2 separate regions of the Oryctolagus cuniculus genome follow, and region 2 is linked to region 1. The links are chromatin contacts, called in public Hi-C maps. All regions are on one chromosome and are shown on one strand. The core of a region is the stretch at or near the end of the contact, and the rest is flanking DNA. Distances in the headings are between cores, read along the strand shown.

Region 1 (5,759 bases), core at 2,056-4,555:
TAAAATGTACCATCTAATCCACAGGCCTCATTCACTTTTTTTTCCCCCATCTGGTAATTTTTCCTTTCCATCCAGGAGCCATTCCAGGATCGAATGTTGTATTTAGTTGTTATGCAACTTAAGTCTCTCCAGTTTGGATATTAGTTGTTTTTCTCTGCCTTTCATAGACTTATGTGTCTCAGAGAGTACAGACCTTTAGTTTTTAAGATGCCTGTCACCCTGGGCCCATCCGTGTTTTCTGGTATCAGGCACAGAAGGTGAATGGTTGGCAGGGATATGTCACAGATGCTATCAGCACATCTCTTTAGGAGGCAGATGATACAATTTGTTCTGAGTGGTGATATTCACCATCGTCAACTGGTCAGCTTGGTCTTCTCTTCAAAATATGTAGCTCCTCCCCAATACTCAATAAAATATGCATTTTCCAGAAAATCAGGCTAATATCCTGATTATATCAAATATCTACATCCCAGTCTTTGTCTCCTTTGAGGACTCCTGCCTGAATCAACCAACACTGTCAAATGGTGACGTCCTGTCTCCATCGAGCCTTATTAGAAGGTGTTGCTACCAAAGGATAGCTTTTACTTCTCCCTTGCTTCTTTGCTTCATCATTTCTTTTAAAATAGATTATAACCCATTACTATCGTTATTTTATGCCCAAACTGCCCCCAGTTTGGCCAGTGGGAGCCCCTTCCAGCTGACTCATGTGTCCTTGGGTTTTTTTCTCACTGTGTTTTCAGCACTTTCCTACTGGAGGTTTGAAACTCTGTACTTTTTCAGCCCCAGTCCTGGAATCAGCCCTGGCTCCTGGAGGATGGTATTTAGAAACCACGATCTTCTGGCCACTTCATGACCCCATGCCCTGGAATAGAGAGCTATGGTCAATATAGTGTATATGTATATATATACATACACAGACACACACACATACATATCATTATAAAAAGACGATTTCACACTCATTTTTTAAATCCAGTGTCTCAGCATTTTTTTTATAGCATTTTCTTTGCCTATTTGGAAATTCCTTCTCCAACAATATAAAACCCGGCTGTCACTTCACTTATCTGCACAATGGCCCTGGAATTAACCAATCTTCCAGCCAGGATGCTCCCTCTGTAACACTGTCACCCCTTCAACCCCTAACTTTTCTCTTTTTTTTAAATATTTATTTATTTATTTATTTGAAAGGGGTGGGGGAGATCGAGAGAGAGAGAGAGAGAGAGAGAGAGAGATCTTCTATCAGCTGGTTCTCACCCCAGATGGCCACAATAGCCAAAGCTGTGCCGATCTGAAGCCAGGAACCAGGAGCTTCTTCCGGGTCTCCCACGCGGGTGCAGGGGCCCAAGGACTTGGGCCATCTTCCACTGCCTTCCCAGGCCATAGCAGAGAGCTGGATTGGAAGTGGAGCAGCCGGAACTAGAACCGGCACCCATATGACATGCCGGCACTGCAAGCATCGGCTTTACCTGCTACGCCACAGTGCCAGCCCCACCCATAACTTTTCTAAGAGACAGAAAGGATAAGGAAAAGCTGTAAATTCTCAATGACAGATTCTCCAGTTTTTGAGGCTGCAGAAACAGTAGCGACAGAAAGGTTGGGGAACCCCGTGTTTCGGTGAAGGTATCTGAACAGAACTAGCCGGGTGGTTGCAGTCAATGGCCTCCTCCCTCAGCTCTCTGGTGGTTCAGCAACCAGCAGCCAGGCAGTCTCCACTCATGCCTTCTTGGCATGAGACACTATAATAAGCACTGCCCCACTTGCCTAGAAGCCTAGTTTCAAAAATGAACAAGCTAGGAACACACACAAATCCAGCCCATCAAATACCATAGAGACAAATTCTTGTAAGTAGTTCTTGTGCCTGCTTCTAATTTGGGTGTAGCTGGGGTTCTTCGCTCTCCCCTAACAGCCACCAGCTGTTTGTTCTGCTGCTGCTGGGAAAGGAGAAGTCATGCCAATGGCAGCCATTAACAGAAAGCCGGACGCATGTGGAGGTCCTGGGAAAGGTGGATTTCTTTCCTAAACATGAATTGGATTCCAGGTTCTCTGACAGAGATCCACTGGGAAGGACAGGGTACGTGAGAATCTTCAAGCAGGGGCTGGCCTAGCAGGTAAGGCCATGGCCAAAGAAACCGGCCATCCCATCAGGTTCAAGTCCCTGCTGTGCCACTGCTGATACAGCTCCCTGCTAATGGCTTTGGAAAAGCAACGGAAGATGCTTAGGCCCCACGTGGGAGACCAGGATGAAGCTCCTGGTTGTAGCTGTGACCACTTGGGGAATGAACTGTGGATGGAAGAGCTCTCTCTCTCTTTCTCTTTCACTCTCTCTCTCTCTCACTCTCTGTAATTCTGACTTTCAACTAAATAAATAGATGTTTTGAAAAAAAAAAAGAGAACTGTCACACACATATTTTTACAAACTTTATGACATGGATCTCAAGCAAAGGAAACCAGACGTGAGAAGGGATAACAATTTTCCAAACATTTAACATTGTGAAGAACTGTGCTGTGTCAGTTTCAAGAATGCCATTCTGGGAATACCACACTCTCTGCTGACTGGTGGTAATCTCCATACACAACCCGGAGAACACACATAAACAACAGTAACCCAAACAAACCTCCCTTGCCTGCTGATGCCCCGGGGGCTCTGTCACCAGGCATGACAACTGCAATAAACACAGTGGAGAAATAGCTCACCAGCTTCTCACAATTAGAAGGCATCCGTTCTGCAAAACAAATGCCACGCGTTTGCTCCCAGCTGGCCGCAGAGAGGCCCATTCCTACACCCACCCTAATGGAGTGGTTGCTAGACCAGCTGTGTCAGCATTGCCTGAGAACTTGCTAGACACGGATATTGGGGGTCTCACCCCAGATCTAATAACTCAGAAATGCTAACGCAGGGCTCATCAGGCTGTTTTTTTTTTTTTAAGATTTATTTTATTTGAAAGGCAGAGTTACAGAGAGGGCGAGGGAGAGGGAGAGGGGGAGGGGGAGAGGGACAGAGAGACAGAGAGAGAGGTCTTCATCCGCTGATTCACTCCCCAAAGGCCGCAATGAACAGAGCTGAGCCAAGAGCCTCCTCTGGGTCTCCCACGTGGGTGCAGGGACCCAAGCACTTGGGCCATCTTCCATTGTTTTCCCAGGCCATAGTAGAGAGAGCTGTATCTGGAGAGGAGCAGCAAGGACTCCAGCCTGCGCTGGCCCCCAGGCTGTCTTAAACCAGCATTTGGGAGTCACTTCCCTAGGTATCGCTGTGGCATCGTTCAACCCACCTTACACTTTGGCTTTGGAAAAGGAAAGTCACCGCACGTGTTCAGCGAATGGGCGAGTGGTTTAGGGGAAGCTCGACCATTTCCGCATAGGAGTATTTAAGGCGCAGGAAGCAGTTTCTGTACTCAGAGGTCAAAGGCTCCTTTTCCCTACTGCAAACCCCACCTGGACCAAGTCACCCACTGGGGCTGAGTTTGAGACCCGCCAGGGGTCGCTGCTGCCCGTGAAGAGACCGAGGGAGCGCGGCGAGCGAAGCCCCGAAGCTTTGACATCACACTAAGCTCCTCCTTGCACGCACACATTCTACACACACACACACACAAACATACACAGACACACGCACACCCGGGCCGCGCACTCGTCCCGCGGCAAGAGTGCGCCCCGCGCAGCCACCCGACGAGGGCGGCAGCACACGCTCGCAGGCCCCTCCGACCCGGCGCGCTGAGGTAGCGGCCGCCGCGGCAGCAGCTCGACCCGCGCTCTCCGGCGCTCGGCGGCGGCCGGGACTCCCTCGGCAGCACCCCTGCCTGCGAACAGCCACCCCGGCCCCTGCCGGGACTAGAGAGGGCGTGGGGCCGTCACCTCGCGCGCTCCGGAGCCCCCTGCTACCCCTATGAGAGACGGAGAAGCCGGGCGGAGGCGCAGGACGCTCGGCAGCCGGACGCCTCCTCAAGCCCCGCGCGCCCTCTCCTCCCGCGCCCCCTGCACGGCTGAGGAGCAAAATGCAACCGCCGCGCTTCGGCTGAAAGGCGACGGGGCCCGCGCGACCCGCTCGCCCGGAATCCCGTGCCCGCGGCGGCTGCGCGCCCCGGCCGCGGCCCCTCAGGAGGGAGAGTGAGCAGCGGCCGCGGGAAAGAGAAGCGGCCGGCGCGGACTGGGCCAGGGCCCGGGAGGAGGCGCGGGGCAGAGGGAGGGCGCGGGGGGCGGGGCGGGGGCGCCGGCGGAGAAAGATGGCAATGTCTCTCATCCAAGCGTGCCGCAGTCTGGCTCTCTCAACATGGCTGCTTTCCTTTTGTTTCGTGCATCTACTCTGCCTGGACTTCACCGTGGCCGAGAAGGAGGAATGGTACACCGCCTTCGTGAACATCACCTACGCTGAGCCCGCGCCGGACCCGGGGGCCGGGGCTGCGGGCGGCGGCGGCGGCGGCGGCAGTGGCGGCGGCGCCGGCTCGGAGCTGCACACGGAGAAGACTGAGTGCGGGCGCTACGGAGAGCACTCCCCCAAACAGGACGCCCGCGGGGAGGTGGTCATGGCCAGCTCGGCCCACGACCGCCTGGCCTGTGACCCCAACACCAAGTTCGCCGCTCCGACGCACGGCAAGAACTGGATAGCCCTCATCCCCAAGGGCAACTGCACCTACAGGGACAAGATCCGCAACGCGTTCCTGCAGAACGCCTCCGCCGTGGTCATCTTCAACGCGGGCTCCAACACCAACGAGACCATCACCATGCCCCACGCAGGTGAGCCGCGGGGCCGCGCTCGGGGGAGGGGGAAGCCCCAGGACGTGAAGGTGTCCGGAGGGGTCCTGCGCCTGCCTGCGCGCTCCTTTCTGGGAAGTCCGTGCTGCGCAGAGGACGCGTCTCGGAGCCCTGCACCTATTAAGTTTTGCTTCCAGTCACTTGGGGATGACAGGGTGGGCGGGGGTGGGGAGGGTTACAAAGGGGTGAGGATTAATTGTATCCGGGAGAATACTAGCGAGCTTGGCAGAGCGCCTCCGGGACAAGGGTTTGCAGAGGTGGGCTAACTTTTCCGGGAGGATCTGGAAGGTGGGGATTTCTTCTTGGTTATTGACGGGACCTGTGCCTGTTTGGAGCCGGCAGATCTGATAACTCAGCTGTGCACGCGGGTGCGTGCATCAGGTGTACCCCTGATGGTGGCGTTTGTGTATCAGGAGGTGGATAGGGTTACCTGAAGACAGCTCACCACCAAGAACTTGCCTCTCCAAGTCAGGTTTCAACTCTTGCTGGGAGATTGAGTGCTCACCTCCCCCCCCCCCCCCCACTCCGCTCTGGGTTGACCCACGTCACGAATACTGTGAGATTAAAAGTACTAAGCTGCACCTGGCCGCCAGGAGAAGCTGACCGGAGGGCCAGTAGTAGGTACATCATTGCATCCCCCACCAGCCGAGACGAGTGCGGTGGCCGTAAAGTGATAACTGCTTTTCCTGTTTTGCATTTATCCTGTGCCTCATTAATAGGTTAAACATGCTGAAGGCTTGCTTTCTGGCAAGAAGACGCATTTTCTGTATTGAAAGAATGAATTTTTTACTTAATCATCACTGGTGCTAGTTACATCAGTAGCCCCAAACCCAACTCCATAATGCATATGCCTTAAGTAAACAAAGTGTCCATGATGAGAATGATCACAATTTAAAACGGGCGTCTCCTGTGGGCATGAGCTGCGCCTCCTGGCAGGCTTGCCTCCTGAGTACAGGGTTGTTGCTTGTATCTGTGAACTTGAGAACTGGGCCTTCCACCCTCCGTGAGCTGCT
Region 2 (5,759 bases), core at 1,402-3,901, 280 kb after region 1:
CAACCCCACCTCCTGATACCATCACATCACATATAAGGTGGGGTTTCAACATTTGAATCTGGTGAAACACATTCAGCCCATAACACGTAGACAAGGAAAAAGTTGTTATAGCAATATAAAATTATATAGAACCCAATCATCCGTTTTAGGAATTGGCAAATAAAATATAGCCTATTCTTAGATACTATATTTGGTTAGTGGCAGTAAACAGAAATTAAATACATAGTATTATTAAAGCTTAAAAATAAGATTAATAGAAAAAAAGTTGCAGAACTACATAAACATCAATCTATAATTTATATTTAAAAATTAATCCACAAAACAATGCTTCATTAGCTCGTGGATTCATTTATCACCTGCTCACACACATTTGTATAAAATGTACTGTAAGCTACTTTGTTAGAAATAGGATTTTTTTTTCTTTTTTTTTTAACTTTTATTTAATGAATATAAATTTCCAAAGTACGACTTATGGATTATAATGGCTTCCCCCCCATACCGTCCCTCCCACCCACAACCCTCCCCTTTCCCACTCCCTCTCCCCTTCCATTCACATCGAGATTCATTTTCGATTATCTTAATATACAGAAGATCAGCTTAGTATACCTTAAGTAAGGATTTCAACAGTTTGCTCCCACACAGAAACATAAAGTGAAAAATAATAGATGATTTTTTTAAATGATGATGAAATCAGATCAGACCTATTGTCATGTTTAATCCCAGTGAGAGTCAAGTTGGGAATTGATAATTTCTTTTTTTTTTTTTTTACAGAGGATCAGTTTAGTATGCATTAAGTAAAGATTTCAACAGTTTGCACCCCCATAGAAACACAAAGTGAAATATATTGTTTGAGCACTCGTTATAGCATTAAATCTCAATGCACAGCACATTAAGGACAGAGATCCTACATGAGGAGTAAGTGCACAGTGACTCCTGTTGTTGACTTTACCAATTGACACTCCTGTCTATGGCATCAGTAATCTCCCTATGCTCCAATCATGAGTTTCCAAGGCTATGGAAGCCCTCTGAGTTCTCCGACTCTTATCTTGTTTAGACAAGGTCATAGTCAAAGTGGAGGTTCTCTCCTCCCTTCAGAGAAAGGTACCTCCTTCTTTGATGACCTGTTCTTTCCACTGGGATCTCACTCACAGAGATCTTTTGCCAAAGTGTCTTGGCTTTCCATGCCTGAAATACTCTCATGGGCTTTTCAGCCAGATCCGAATGCCTTTAGGGCTGATTCTGAGGCCAGAGTGCTATTTAGGACATCTGCCTTTCTATGAAGAAATAGGATTTTATAAGGGAATAATGTGGGCTTTGGGGAACTTGTTTTGTTTTTACTAAAATGCAGGCTTAAATATAACTTTGTCAATAAATATCCATTCAGAGCCTGTTATAATTCAGACTCTTCTCTCTGTGCTGGGGAATTTTTTTAAGATTTATTTATTTATTTGAAAGAGTTACGTATAGAGATATCTATCCACTGGTTCACTCCCCAGATGCCCACAATAGCTGAGATGGGGTCAGGCCAAAGCTCGGAGCCAGGAACTTCTTTTAGTACTCCCATGTGAGTGGCAGGGGACCAAGCACATGGGACATGTTCTGCTGCCTTTCCCAGGCCATTAGCAAGAAACTGGATCAGAAGTGGAGCAGCTGGGACAGGAACTGGCACCCATATGGGATGCTGGCACAACGCCAGCCCCTGTGCAGGGGAATCTTGTGGTGGTCCCTGAACTCATGGAGACTGAGATCATTCTGTTGAATAAGATTGAAGAAACATAGGATATAATGCCATGATATTATTACCAAAAATAAACAAATAAGGCAAGGTAGGGAGTAAGAAAATGATCAGGAACTATCAGGACAGGCAATCAAGGAGGGCTTATCTGAAGAGGTAACATTGAACAGAGGTCTGAATGTCAGTAATTATCAACAGTTGGTGGTAGAGACACAGCACTTAGTTTATTATTTCCTGTACTTTTGTTGTATTTTTTAATGTTCCCTCCAAAAAGTCTACTCCAGGGTAACATCAGATTTTAAAGAGGCACCAAGTCCCAGTGACATATGTAGGGGATCCTTTTAACCAGTGGTTGGAGCTAGGGGACAGTGTGCCTGAAAAAACATCCCATAAAGTAATGACTAATTTTTATATGTGGGACACAACAAACTGTTAATCATTTTTTAAAACACTGATTCTAAATTTCAACCAAATCTTCCTGGTGAATAGGGGTTCAAGAAAGATAGTAGTGATTTCCCAGGGTAGGAGGGACAGGAACACAGGTACAAACTAACACTTAGATGGATATGATTTTTATGTTTGCCATGGGGGAGTATGGCTTTGTTTTGAATTTTAAGAATGCCCCAAAAGGGAAAATAAGTAGTTAAACAGAGCTGGCTAAGTCGGAAGACCCAGTCTCAACCCTGACCTGGTCAGTGTGATACCATTTGAACAGCAGGCAGTTGCAGGCTGCCAGTGTGCTGAGGACACTGCCACGTGGGCACAGTGGGTTCGTCTAAGCCTGCTGCAGCTGCATCACCATCACCATCACCATTAGCCTACTTTTTTGTGAAAGGTTTCTCTGAACCAGAAACCTGGCTGAATGCCTCATAGCCCAGCTCCGTGTCCCCTCTCATTGCCTTTGCCCTTCCTACACCCTTACCTCACTGAGCAGCTGGCTGCATTTGCAACTCCTTTATTCTCACTCTGAACTCATGGCCCAGAACTCCCATGGCAAGGACAAATATTGATTATCAATTCAATTTTTTTTGTTCTAAACTCAAAGAGCAGGAAATAATATTCTGTGAGCCAGAGGAATGGGTGAGGTCATGATTTTTATAACATGCTTGACTGGACCAGTTTCTCTTGCCATCAGGTGTTTCAGATGTAACCCATTAGGTTTTCCGGGAAGGTATGTAAACATATCCATCCCAGTGAATTTCAGTAATTTATTGTTTGGACATCCATCCATCCTTTAGGTCAAAACATCAGACTTCTTTTCTGTAGCTAAGAGTTAGTCTATCCATTTTTTTTTTTTTTTGACAGGCAGAGTGGACAGTGAGAGAGAGAGACAGAGAGAAAGGTCTTCCTTTTCCTTTGGTTCACCCCCCAATGGCCGCTGTGGCCGGCACGTTGTGGCCGGCACACTGTGGCTGGCGCACCACGCTGATCTAAAGCCAGGAGCCAGGTGCTTTTCCTGGTCTCCCATGGGGTGCAGGGCCCAAGCACTTGGGCCATCCTCCACTGCACTCCCAGGCCACAGCTGGACTGGAAGAGGAGCAACCGGGACAGAACCGGCACCCCGACCGGGACTAGAACCCGGTGTGCCGGTGCCACAGGTGGAGGATTAGCCTATAGAGCCGTGGCACTGGCCAGTCTATCCATTTTTGAGAGCATATTTCTGCCACTACTTTGAGCTCCCCCTATCTTCCCCATCACCCAACATGCTGGTTGTAACCTGCTTTCGAACCAGCCAAAGGTGAATTACGCAGTTTTATGTGGAGGAGGTGGAGGTAACCAGGATTCTGAAGCTTTTTAAAGTCTTCCATGTGCTTTCTGGGGAAGCAGATGGTCAGAATGGTCAGAACTGACCACTATATTAGCAACCTGAAATAGACTTTGTCAACTGAACAGGTCTGTGTAAAACGATGCCTGCATATAAACAGCCAAATGTGCTCATGTCAGTGTTTAGTCTCCAGGTTAACACCGAGCTATGTGCCTTATAATTTGTTTATGCTCTTCCTCAGGACAATATATTTCTGCAAATTCTCTATTTAAAGGGCCTCTTTCTTTTTGAAAATGCATGTATAAGAGGGTGTGTTCCTAGTTCTGTCCTCCCCTCCCTAACCCCTCCCTGAGCAAAAAGTAAAGGATTCCCTTCTTTGCTGTGTTCTGCAACTTGACCTTTAAACTAGACTTGATGTTTCCATCAGAGCCCTGTTCTCTGGTTTCTTCTGGCTCGTGTGTTGGGCTATCTTGTAACAGGGTGACACTTGTACAAGCAGTAGGGATAAGGCTGTCACATGATGAATGAGTTCTTTATGAAATGTCGATGCACTGACCTACATCCAACAACTCTGAAGAAATAGAACATTACAGAAACAGTGGGATAATGGCCAGGGAAGTGAAGGGCACCCTTTGTCTACCAGCACATTAATGGGCAAAAAGGAAGCCAGAAGGCTCAATGGGAAAAGAATATAGCAGGTTCTCAGTAAATATATTAAATAAAACAGTAGCTGTGTATTCTGTGTATGTGTGTCCACGTATGTGCATTTAGCAAATCTCATTGCAGACTACAAAAATGTAGTATTATCAGTACTTTACTGATAAGGAGGCTGAGATTACTTATTTTTTCTGGCATTTTATCTAAACAAGTACTTCTTAATTACCAGCATAATATCATTCATGGAAGTTAAATAAAGCATCTGTGATTCCACCATCCTTCCACCAATTTTAGCAGATTTCATATTGCTCTGATAGGGCCTCTTCCAAGCTTATGTCCTCTTAGTACCTCTAGATCTTGCTCAAACAAATTATTATGATTTTATTTTGGTACAAAAATTAAACTCATGAATAGGTGTTTCATAATACACAATTTTTCCATGAACTTTTTGAAGATCCCTCATATGGCAAAATCAGAGAATTTAATAGAAGAAGTCATTTCCAAAATGTCAGAAAAATAATGAACATCAACCCCTTACCTTGCACCATACATTAAAATTAATTTAAGTGAGTCATTGATTTCAATATAAAACCCTAAAAACTTATAGGAAAAAATAAATGTTTGCAATTTTAGGATAAGCAAAGATTTCTCAGATAGGACCCCCAAAAAAGAGGAATCATGGTAAAAAAAAAAAATGGCATATTTAACTTCATCAAAATTAAACCTTTTTCTCTTTGAAGGACATCTTTAAGAAAATGAAACTTCAGGGGCCAATGCTGTGGCATAGTAGGTTAAGCCTCTGCCTACAGTGCCCGCATCCCATATGGGTGCCAATTCGAGTCCCGGCTACTCCCCCCCACACACCCCGTATCTCTGTCTTTCAAATAAATAAAACTGTAAAAGAAAATTAAAACTCTGGCCATAGACAGAGAAAATATTTGCAATACATATATCTGACAAAAAGACTTTTATTCAGAATGTAGAAAGAACTCTTACAATTCAGTAAGAAGACAATACAATTTAAAAATGAACAAAGCATGTAGCTGATCTTCCATGTGTCATTTTAGGTAGCATTGCAGGATGCTCAGTTCCGCTTTATTTATGCATTCCTTTTTCACAGCTGCCCACCCCACTTATGTTTATCTACATGCACACCCCTCTATTCTGGACATTTTATGAAAACAGCCATTCATACTGCTTAATATGCACATTAGAAGAAACTCAACCTCGTCAGTCATCAGGGAAATGAGCATTAACATTACAACAAAATATGACTATACATGGATGACTGATATTTACACAATCGCTGATACAAAGCGTTGGCAAGGATATGAAGGAACTAAAATCCTTACACATTGCCTGCAGAAATGAAAACTAGTATAGCCATGTTTAAAAACAACTTGGAGATGACATCAGCAAAATGGAAGAATAGGTAGCTCTAGAGCCTCCTTCCACCACAGAGCTACTGACTGATTTAACAGTCTGTGGACCAAATGTCTTTGTGAGAAATATAGAAACCAATCAAGAGATTCCTGTACCCTAGGTGAGCACGAAACCAACCACAGTGAAGCTCATTAGAATAATGCATGGTATTTACTGATC

What was found. Hi-C and Micro-C count contacts between places; a contact is called where the count stands out from the background.
Region 2: a contact with region 1 is called in a Hi-C map of skin fibroblasts, with 4 times the contacts expected there. The contact joins the enhancer-like site here to the promoter of RNF150 in region 1. A contact is called at or near these places in 2 of 6 Hi-C or Micro-C datasets (skin fibroblasts and an unstated tissue).

What each region holds. Positions count from the first base shown.
Region 1 is chr8:23,554,826-23,560,584 of mOryCun1.1, forward strand. It overlaps RNF150 (ring finger protein 150), which reads left to right and starts at 3,306. Exons shown (of 7, transcript XM_051819466.2): 1 at 3,306-4,728. The coding sequence starts at 4,218. It overlaps LOC127483152 (a long non-coding RNA gene), which reads right to left and starts at 1,050. Exons shown (of 5, transcript XR_011378238.1): 1 at 730-1,050.
Region 2 is chr8:23,833,735-23,839,493 of mOryCun1.1, forward strand. All of the region lies in intron 6 of RNF150 (ring finger protein 150), which reads left to right. Among named protein-coding and RNA genes, the nearest start is that of TBC1D9, 170 kb to the right of the region's middle. Within about 2 kb of position 2,652, at least 2 of the 8 cell types and tissues checked have an H3K27ac peak or open chromatin away from gene starts, as enhancers often do.